Regions from separate parts of the Thunnus thynnus genome. Here region 1 is linked to region 2. The links are chromatin contacts, called in public Hi-C maps. All regions are on one chromosome and are shown on one strand. Each heading gives the region's core, a stretch centred on a gene start, on an enhancer-like site or on the middle of the called end of the contact. The rest is flanking DNA. Distances are from core to core; before and after follow the strand shown. Region 1 holds the start of dhx58 (DEXH (Asp-Glu-X-His) box polypeptide 58). Region 2 holds the start of dnajc7 (DnaJ (Hsp40) homolog, subfamily C, member 7).

Region 1 (3,759 bases), core at 1,156-3,655, 170 kb after region 2:
ATTCAGAGCAGTCTATGTTGCTTTTATTCCATTTATCTCAATGTACCCAGATCAGGCCAGTTTGGGGCGTTGTGTATGTTTTCATTACTGTGTGTCACTGTGTGCAGCTGTTTCTGTTATTACCACTTGAGGACGCCAAATTCGGAAATGTTTAAATCCTGTAGATGTTTTAAAGTTTAAAAAGAAAGAAAGAAAAAATCTTACGTGAGGCCTTGTTTCCACAATGTCAAATGTCTTCATGGGTCTGGGAACCTTCTTCTTCAGCTCAGGAGCGTAGTTTTTGGTTGAAACTATGGCTGAGTCCAGATTGGCACAAATCTGTGAGGGAGAAAGATCAAAGGAGATCTGACAAACCTGCTCATATTAGTAACAAATACAGTGAAAGCAACTATGTAAACCCTCACCTGCAGTACATGCTCCACAGCGTTTTTCAGAATCCTTGCACCCCCCGTCCCCGGCGATGCAGTGAGACCCAGGATCTGTGGCAGTTTTCGTTCACCTTTCAACTTTTTCTCCAGGTAGAATCTCATAATCTTGTTGTAGACACCCTCTTTGTGAGTGTGGTGACACTCATCAATAATCAGCAGAGTAATGTCTGTAAGGAACCATGAATGCATCAAGGATCTCTGTTTGTGGATCTTATTTTCTATTAAGGAAGGCAATTAGAAAACCTATCCCACATCTCATCTGATCAAAAATATCATAATCGAGGCTGTTAAAGCTCCATTTTACTGACCTGAGAGCTCAACATGTTTGGTTTCCTCCATGTTAGTCAGAGCATTAAATAAGATCTGTGCAGTGCAGATGACCACGTCTGACTTTTTCACCACTTTTCCAAAGAAGTCCTTCTGTTCACTGTCTCCACTGACTGGCTGCAGGGTGTACTCATCGCCCAGGTGAGGCTTGAACTCTTTGGTGTAGTGTTGGTCCACTAGGTGAACCTGCAGTATAGAATACATCAATGCATTTATACTATGGTAACAACAGTCTATCCTTCACATATATTTGGCTTTCTTCAAGCAAACTGGTGGGGAATTTCTTTCTTTCTTATTAATATGATGAAGATCATTCTGAATGTGTTTGCCTGTATTTGTCCATTTGTTTGTATTTTACCTTGTTTACCAGGACCACCACCTTAGCCTGTGAGGTAGTCTCCAGATGTTTTTGCGCCACATACACAGCAGCACGAGTCTTTCCTCCTCCTGTCGGCAGCCAGATAATTATATTCTCTCTTCGAAGAGCCCTTTCAACCACTTCTCGTTGGTATGAGTAAAGTCCAAAATCTGCCATCCTGCACTCTTCTCCTATTCGACAACACATGAGAATTACACAGAATTCACGTACTGTGGAAAAGAACTGGACAGTAGATCATCTATCAGTATGTCAAAACTATAATCATTAACACCATAAAGTCCCAATCGATCACAGTAGAGAGTTAGCGTGAGAAAAACAACAAGCATTCTGAGGGAGATAGATGCTGACTAAATTAGCCACTCCCTGTTATTTATCAAACAGCTGTTAGAGAGAAAATCAGCATTTATGAACTCACCAGTCAGCTGTGATAGTGAACTGTGCAGGTTTTGGAGCTGTTTCTTGTCCACTGTCAGCACACAGTGTGGGTGGAGGGGTTTTAAACTGGGTTGTGATCAGCTGTGCGAAGTCGAGAAAGGAAAACGAAAGTAAACCCTTTGCCCTCTGAAAAAGGGGTCCCACTGAGGGAGGCTCTGGAGGACCAACAGCTAGTTGTCGTTATCCAGTGACAAGGGAAGCTTGAACACATGGGTATAGATGAGGTCTTTTGTAATGTGGTCATGGTCAAACCTACAGTATATCCAATTTATAGGTAACCTATGTACTTAATGTATTTATGTACTCTTATGTGTGGCTTACAGCTGAGGTGCTTTTTTGAGTGTTGAAAACGTCCTTAGTTTTTGCGTACACCCTAACTGGGCCCTACTTGTTTCTTCATTCCTTCAGGAAATCAAAACCTAAAACCCTTTGTTAATGTTAATGCTGGAAATGCTTGTGGTTGCTTTTACAGTAATTTACGTCATCTAAAGAGTTTCTGCCCTCCAGCTGTTCAGCAACTTCTTGATTTTGTTTGCAAGTCATTGTTTTGTGAAGATGTTCCACACTCAAACATACTGTTTGTGACTAAATATTCATTTATTCACTTTATAAGCGCGAAAAGTACAGGAAAAAAGTGTGACCTAATACAGTGGTAAATTAGTTTCAACTGCAGATTATTTATTATAATAACAATTAAAGGATAGTTGAAAGTGGAGACCATCACAAATTCTAGGACCTACCTCATGAACAGTTGATGAGGATAAAACTGATCCGGGTACTGGCGCCAGGCAACAGATCCTATAATCTAAATTAACAAACACTTTTATAGGCCTCACTCAAAATAATACTGTACTCTCGTGGCCACCACACTACACACCCACCAACCTTGCCTGTCTTAAAAGGGGGATAGAGGTAATGTAGAGACCTGCCTACCAATGGGTGGTGCTTTCTATGTGAGGGTCTATGTTGGTCAACCCATCACATTAGGTTACAATGCACTGTGGATGTACTCACCTCCACAATATTCCCTCCACATATTTGATGAAATACCCTTATCCCTACATAAAAAGATGGACAAAAGTATAATCACATGACACTGAAAAAGTATAAGAAATCAATATGCTGAATTTCATACAAACAATACAGTACATAATACATATAATATATATTCAGGGGATGCCTAACTATGCACAAGGTGACATGAAGGACCTGTAGAAAAAGTCTATTAAGTATATTAACCATAATTAACCACATAACAAGATTCATACAAATTCCATACTGATAGCACTCAACATTCATAACAGGTTTTTAAAACCTGTTATGATCATCTGTGTAATACAGAGAAACAAAAGTAAAAACTGAGTGCAGAGTGGCCCTTCTGAGGGAGGATCTGATGGAACAACAGATACTGTTCATTATGCAGCGACAGGACCTAAACTGCAGATACATTAAATAGTTATTTAACAAACCTTTTATGATCCAGCCATGTGTAATCAAATCATATATGTATTTGTCTCATTCTGTACACTGTATGTGTCTGATTATAAAGGTGTTTCATTGAAAGCATTCAAAAGGGAGAAGCCACTACAAACATTGTCATGTTTTGTATACAGTACACCCTGATTGGGCCCTAGCTGATGCTCTTCCTTGTCAAGAAAGCAAAACCTACAACCAACTGCCAAAACCTCAAAAACAAACAGGACAGGACAAGTAGTTTTTCATTTTAGTTACTAAAGTCAGTTGTGGCAGCACACTGACTGGAATTTGTTGTTAAAAGAGCATCAAGCTTTCTTCAACAGAATTTAATCTATATTTTGAATACTTCACTAAAATTAGTGTAAATACATTTGCAAGCTTAATCAGTGGTGAATAGCTTAGATAAACACATTTGCACACAACAAATTAAAAAAAAAAACCTAAAATCAGCTTACAGCTTGAACATGGGTCTGAACATTTGACCTGCTCAAGTTTTCTGCTGGTGGTATCAAATTTTAAGTTAAGTCACAAGTGAAATGTGTGTTTTAAGTTTTTCTTTTTTATTTCATCAAGTCTGAAATCCCCCAGTTCTGATCTAGTTCTGTTTTGAGTCCACGTCAGTGACTCAAGTCCATGCCTGTCTGGTTGTGAACTTTTCCGTTGGTAATCAACGATTCATAACCTCTGTCAGTTACAGCTTAGGAACCACCCGCA
Region 2 (3,471 bases), core at 148-2,647:
TGTAGGAAATCCCTTGATGAAGCATTAGTGAATGAGAAGGGCTGAGTGACAGTGTGTGCAAAACAAAACAAAACAACGCCCAGAACACTACATATCGCAGATAGAAAATACTTCACAATTCGAGAGTATATTTCCCTTTTGATATTATGTAACACCTTGTTTCCCCACAGCTTACCTTCATGAAAGAGTTATCTAGTCGTACTGCTTGCTGGGAATCCTCTAAAGCCTCTCTGTATCGGCACAACATCATTAGTGTGGCCGCCCGGTTCCCATGGTAACTTGCATTCTTTGGACACATATCTGTATTTTAAAAAAAAGAGAGAAGTTTTTGACATCCTGTCAAATTCAGACACAGTCTTTTGTCCCCTGTGCAATACAAGAAATCAACATCATCTCCTAAAATAACAACAAGTGGACTGATCATAATTATATTAAGAATAATTACCTATGGCCTTGGTGTAATAATTGAATGCTTCTGCGTAATCCTTCTTGATATAAAAAGCATTGCCTTGCTCTTTGAAGCCCTCCGCTTCCCTGTGTAAAAGTGAGCAGAAAAATATATATATAAAAAAAAAATAATGCAAATTTAGAAGACAAATCTGAGAGGAGTTGAGGAGACAGCATGATCGTATGTGATGGTCGTCTGATCACAGATTAAAGAGTACTGAACTTTTTGGCGTGTAGACGTTCATCTCTGAACTGTAAGGCTGAGCATCACATTTATATCATCTGTAAACAGAGCATGTCGACGATTGTGAATGGCATTGTGCATCAGATAGCCCACTGGCCAGCGTTAGCTAAACATAGAAAGAGCCAAACCAGCAGGGGATAAATCACGTAGCTAAAGGGGGAGCACAGCCAGGAACATATGACACCACGCTGGGGGCAAATGCCATTACTTTTTTTGGAAACCTTTCACGTTTTAACGTTACATCACGACCACACAATTAGTGAATGGTGTCATCTGTAACAGACTGTGAATATAGAAATATTATAAAAGCAGTACTCTCGGTGAGATCAGTTAACTACAGACTTACAGATTTACACAGTTTACTTGACTGAAACCCAGATATCCAGCACAGGAGCTAGCTACTGGAGGACAGCCGAGCTAAAAGCTACCCGGGGGCCAAATTTAGCTAAACAGCGGTGGGTCGCTAGTTAGCTTTCACAGTGTGACAAGAAAATAGACATGACAAGGACTTTTGACTACACATATCGATAAGTCACTTCGTTACACGTGTATTTCGGCCGCTGACAACACACTGTTAGTTTCTCATACCTTTCTAATTCTTCGTCACTGAGCAGCTCCATGTCAGGGTCCATGTTCACAGCATCACTGTGCTCCGTCGCCATTTTGCCGTGAATGGGGAGGGGGCGGGGCCACAGACTGCAGTCGTGACGTACACTGTAAACAGGAAACAGTCCGTTGGGTAAGGTAAGCAGTTAGCTTGCAAGTAAAAATTATTCTCATAACTAAAACATATCTGGCCGCTGGTTGCCAAATATCAGCGCATATGTTTTTGAACACACGCGTTTTATTCGGGTTAGTCGGTTTCAGCTAACATTAGCGACTTAGTTTGTGATATCGTGGTTCTGTAACATATCTCCGTAAGCTAATGCTAAGCTAAGTGTTATATTTTGTAAAGAATACTCAGACATCAAACGTTTTATCTTGTAGTATGACATCATAGTATGACTAACATATAATTTTTATTTGCTTGCTAGCAAGCCATTTTAGTAAGGATATGTGTACAGCCATATATAACGCAGTAACAGCTGCCAAAACCACAAACGTAGTACAAAGCTATGCGTTTACACTGTAATAAAGCAAGGTTACTAACTAATCTTTCATCTGTGTGTTTTCTTCGATAAGCAGATTTTCTGACCTGAGGGTGACGAATCGTCATGGGCAAAAGCTGTAAAGTGGTGGTGTGTGGCCAGGCTGCAGTTGGTAAAACGGCTGTCTTGGAACAACTACTGTATGCCAACCATGTTGCAGGTAAATGACATAATAATACCGCAGTGTTTCATATATTACAGTCATTAGTCCTTTAGACCTCTTGCTGAGAGATCAATACGTATGAGACATGGCAACAGCTGAGCAACTATGTGCAAAGTATAACAGGTTTGTGTGCGTTGGTTGTTCTGTAGATGGTTGATAGATAGATAGATAGATAGATAGATAGATAGATAGATAGCAGCCACTTGACATAAATCGAAATACAAAAACAATGAGGTATGTAAAAGAAACAAATACAATTAAAGGCTAAATTATATACAATAACTTAATAGACTAACTCAAATATTTAAAAAAATAGAATAATTAAAAATAAAATAGAGACTAGAGATAGAACCATAATTATAATATACTATTTAGTGAGTATATACTGTTCAATGTTATATGCTAAAGTAAACTGTACATAGTGTGAGTCAGGTGGATATTGCAAAGGCAGTAAAGTGCATGATTGTCCATGGATGTTGGAATTGAGTGTACTAATTGAATAATTTACACAATGTACATACATATGATAACAGTATATACAGACCGTACTTTAAAGATGACTAAAATATGAATCTGAAATATAACAGATGTGATGGATAATGTAATATGTAAATGAGCAGTCTGTCATCACTGTCCCCTCTCCCGTCACAGAGGAGAGTCACTGTACAGACTGATGTCAGTTGACAGGAACGACTTCCTGTAACGTTGGTTGTCAATGTTGATTTTACTGTTTGGTTATTCTCTGTGTAATGGATTACATATTTAAAATGTTCAGCTTAATTGTCAGTTATTCTTCCTGACAGACTGGAGCCTTGAAATATCTCAATCATTAATTATTTGTTATCAATCAGTAATTATTTTGGAAAGCAATTTAACCAGCAAAATATGTTATTTTAATTACAGCCTATCTAATTGCAGTACATAATCAACTCGCTCATGAATATCATTAGGCTTCAGACATTCAGCACCATCCCTAAAACTCGATTAAGGTTGTTACATAAAGTAGGAAAAATGGGAGATATGTACTTCTAGTTTCTTGCAACCGCTAGCCAAAATACTGCTTCATCTTTAGTCTGGCACTTGTGAGGGGAGCTAATACTATTACCAGCTGATAGCACAGTACATTACAGTTAACAACGTTGGGTGACATTAATAAAGTATTTTGAATTAATTAATCATTTTGAATCATTTTTTTAAGAAAAAATGCCCAAATTCTCTTGTTCCAGCTTGTTAAATGTGAATATTTGATGGTTTTAGTCTTTGGGTTGTGGACTAAACAAGATATTTTTGGTTGCATTTTTTTGGTTTCTAGTTAACTCGGAAGTATAAGTTATTTTGAATTTGCTTAGCTTTCAATTTGAATATTATTTTACTTCATATGTTTACATTTTTCTGTTGACAAAGTGTAATTTCTAGTAAGGAAGTGTTAGGCTTAATTATAATATATTAAATACACAAGCAATTGTATC

The links. Hi-C and Micro-C count contacts between places; a contact is called where the count stands out from the background.
Region 1: a contact with region 2 is called in a Hi-C map of heart, with 7 times the contacts expected there. The contact joins the promoter of dhx58 here to the promoter of dnajc7 in region 2. A contact is called at or near these places in 2 of 3 Hi-C or Micro-C datasets (heart and muscle).

Annotation. Positions count from the first base shown.
Region 1 is chr17:8,611,647-8,615,405 of fThuThy2.1, forward strand. It overlaps dhx58 (DEXH (Asp-Glu-X-His) box polypeptide 58), which reads right to left and starts at 2,406. Exons shown (of 13, transcript XM_067615903.1): 1 at 2,310-2,406; 2 at 1,550-1,650; 3 at 1,114-1,304; 4 at 737-941; 5 at 405-595; 6 at 205-318. The coding sequence starts at 1,290.
Region 2 is chr17:8,443,580-8,447,050 of fThuThy2.1, forward strand. It overlaps dnajc7 (DnaJ (Hsp40) homolog, subfamily C, member 7), which reads right to left and starts at 1,398. Exons shown (of 14, transcript XM_067615722.1): 1 at 1,280-1,398; 2 at 446-534; 3 at 176-300. The coding sequence starts at 1,353. nkiras2 (NFKB inhibitor interacting Ras-like 2) reads left to right here and starts at 1,333. Exons shown (of 4, transcript XM_067615723.1): 1 at 1,333-1,435; 2 at 1,877-1,999. The coding sequence starts at 1,906.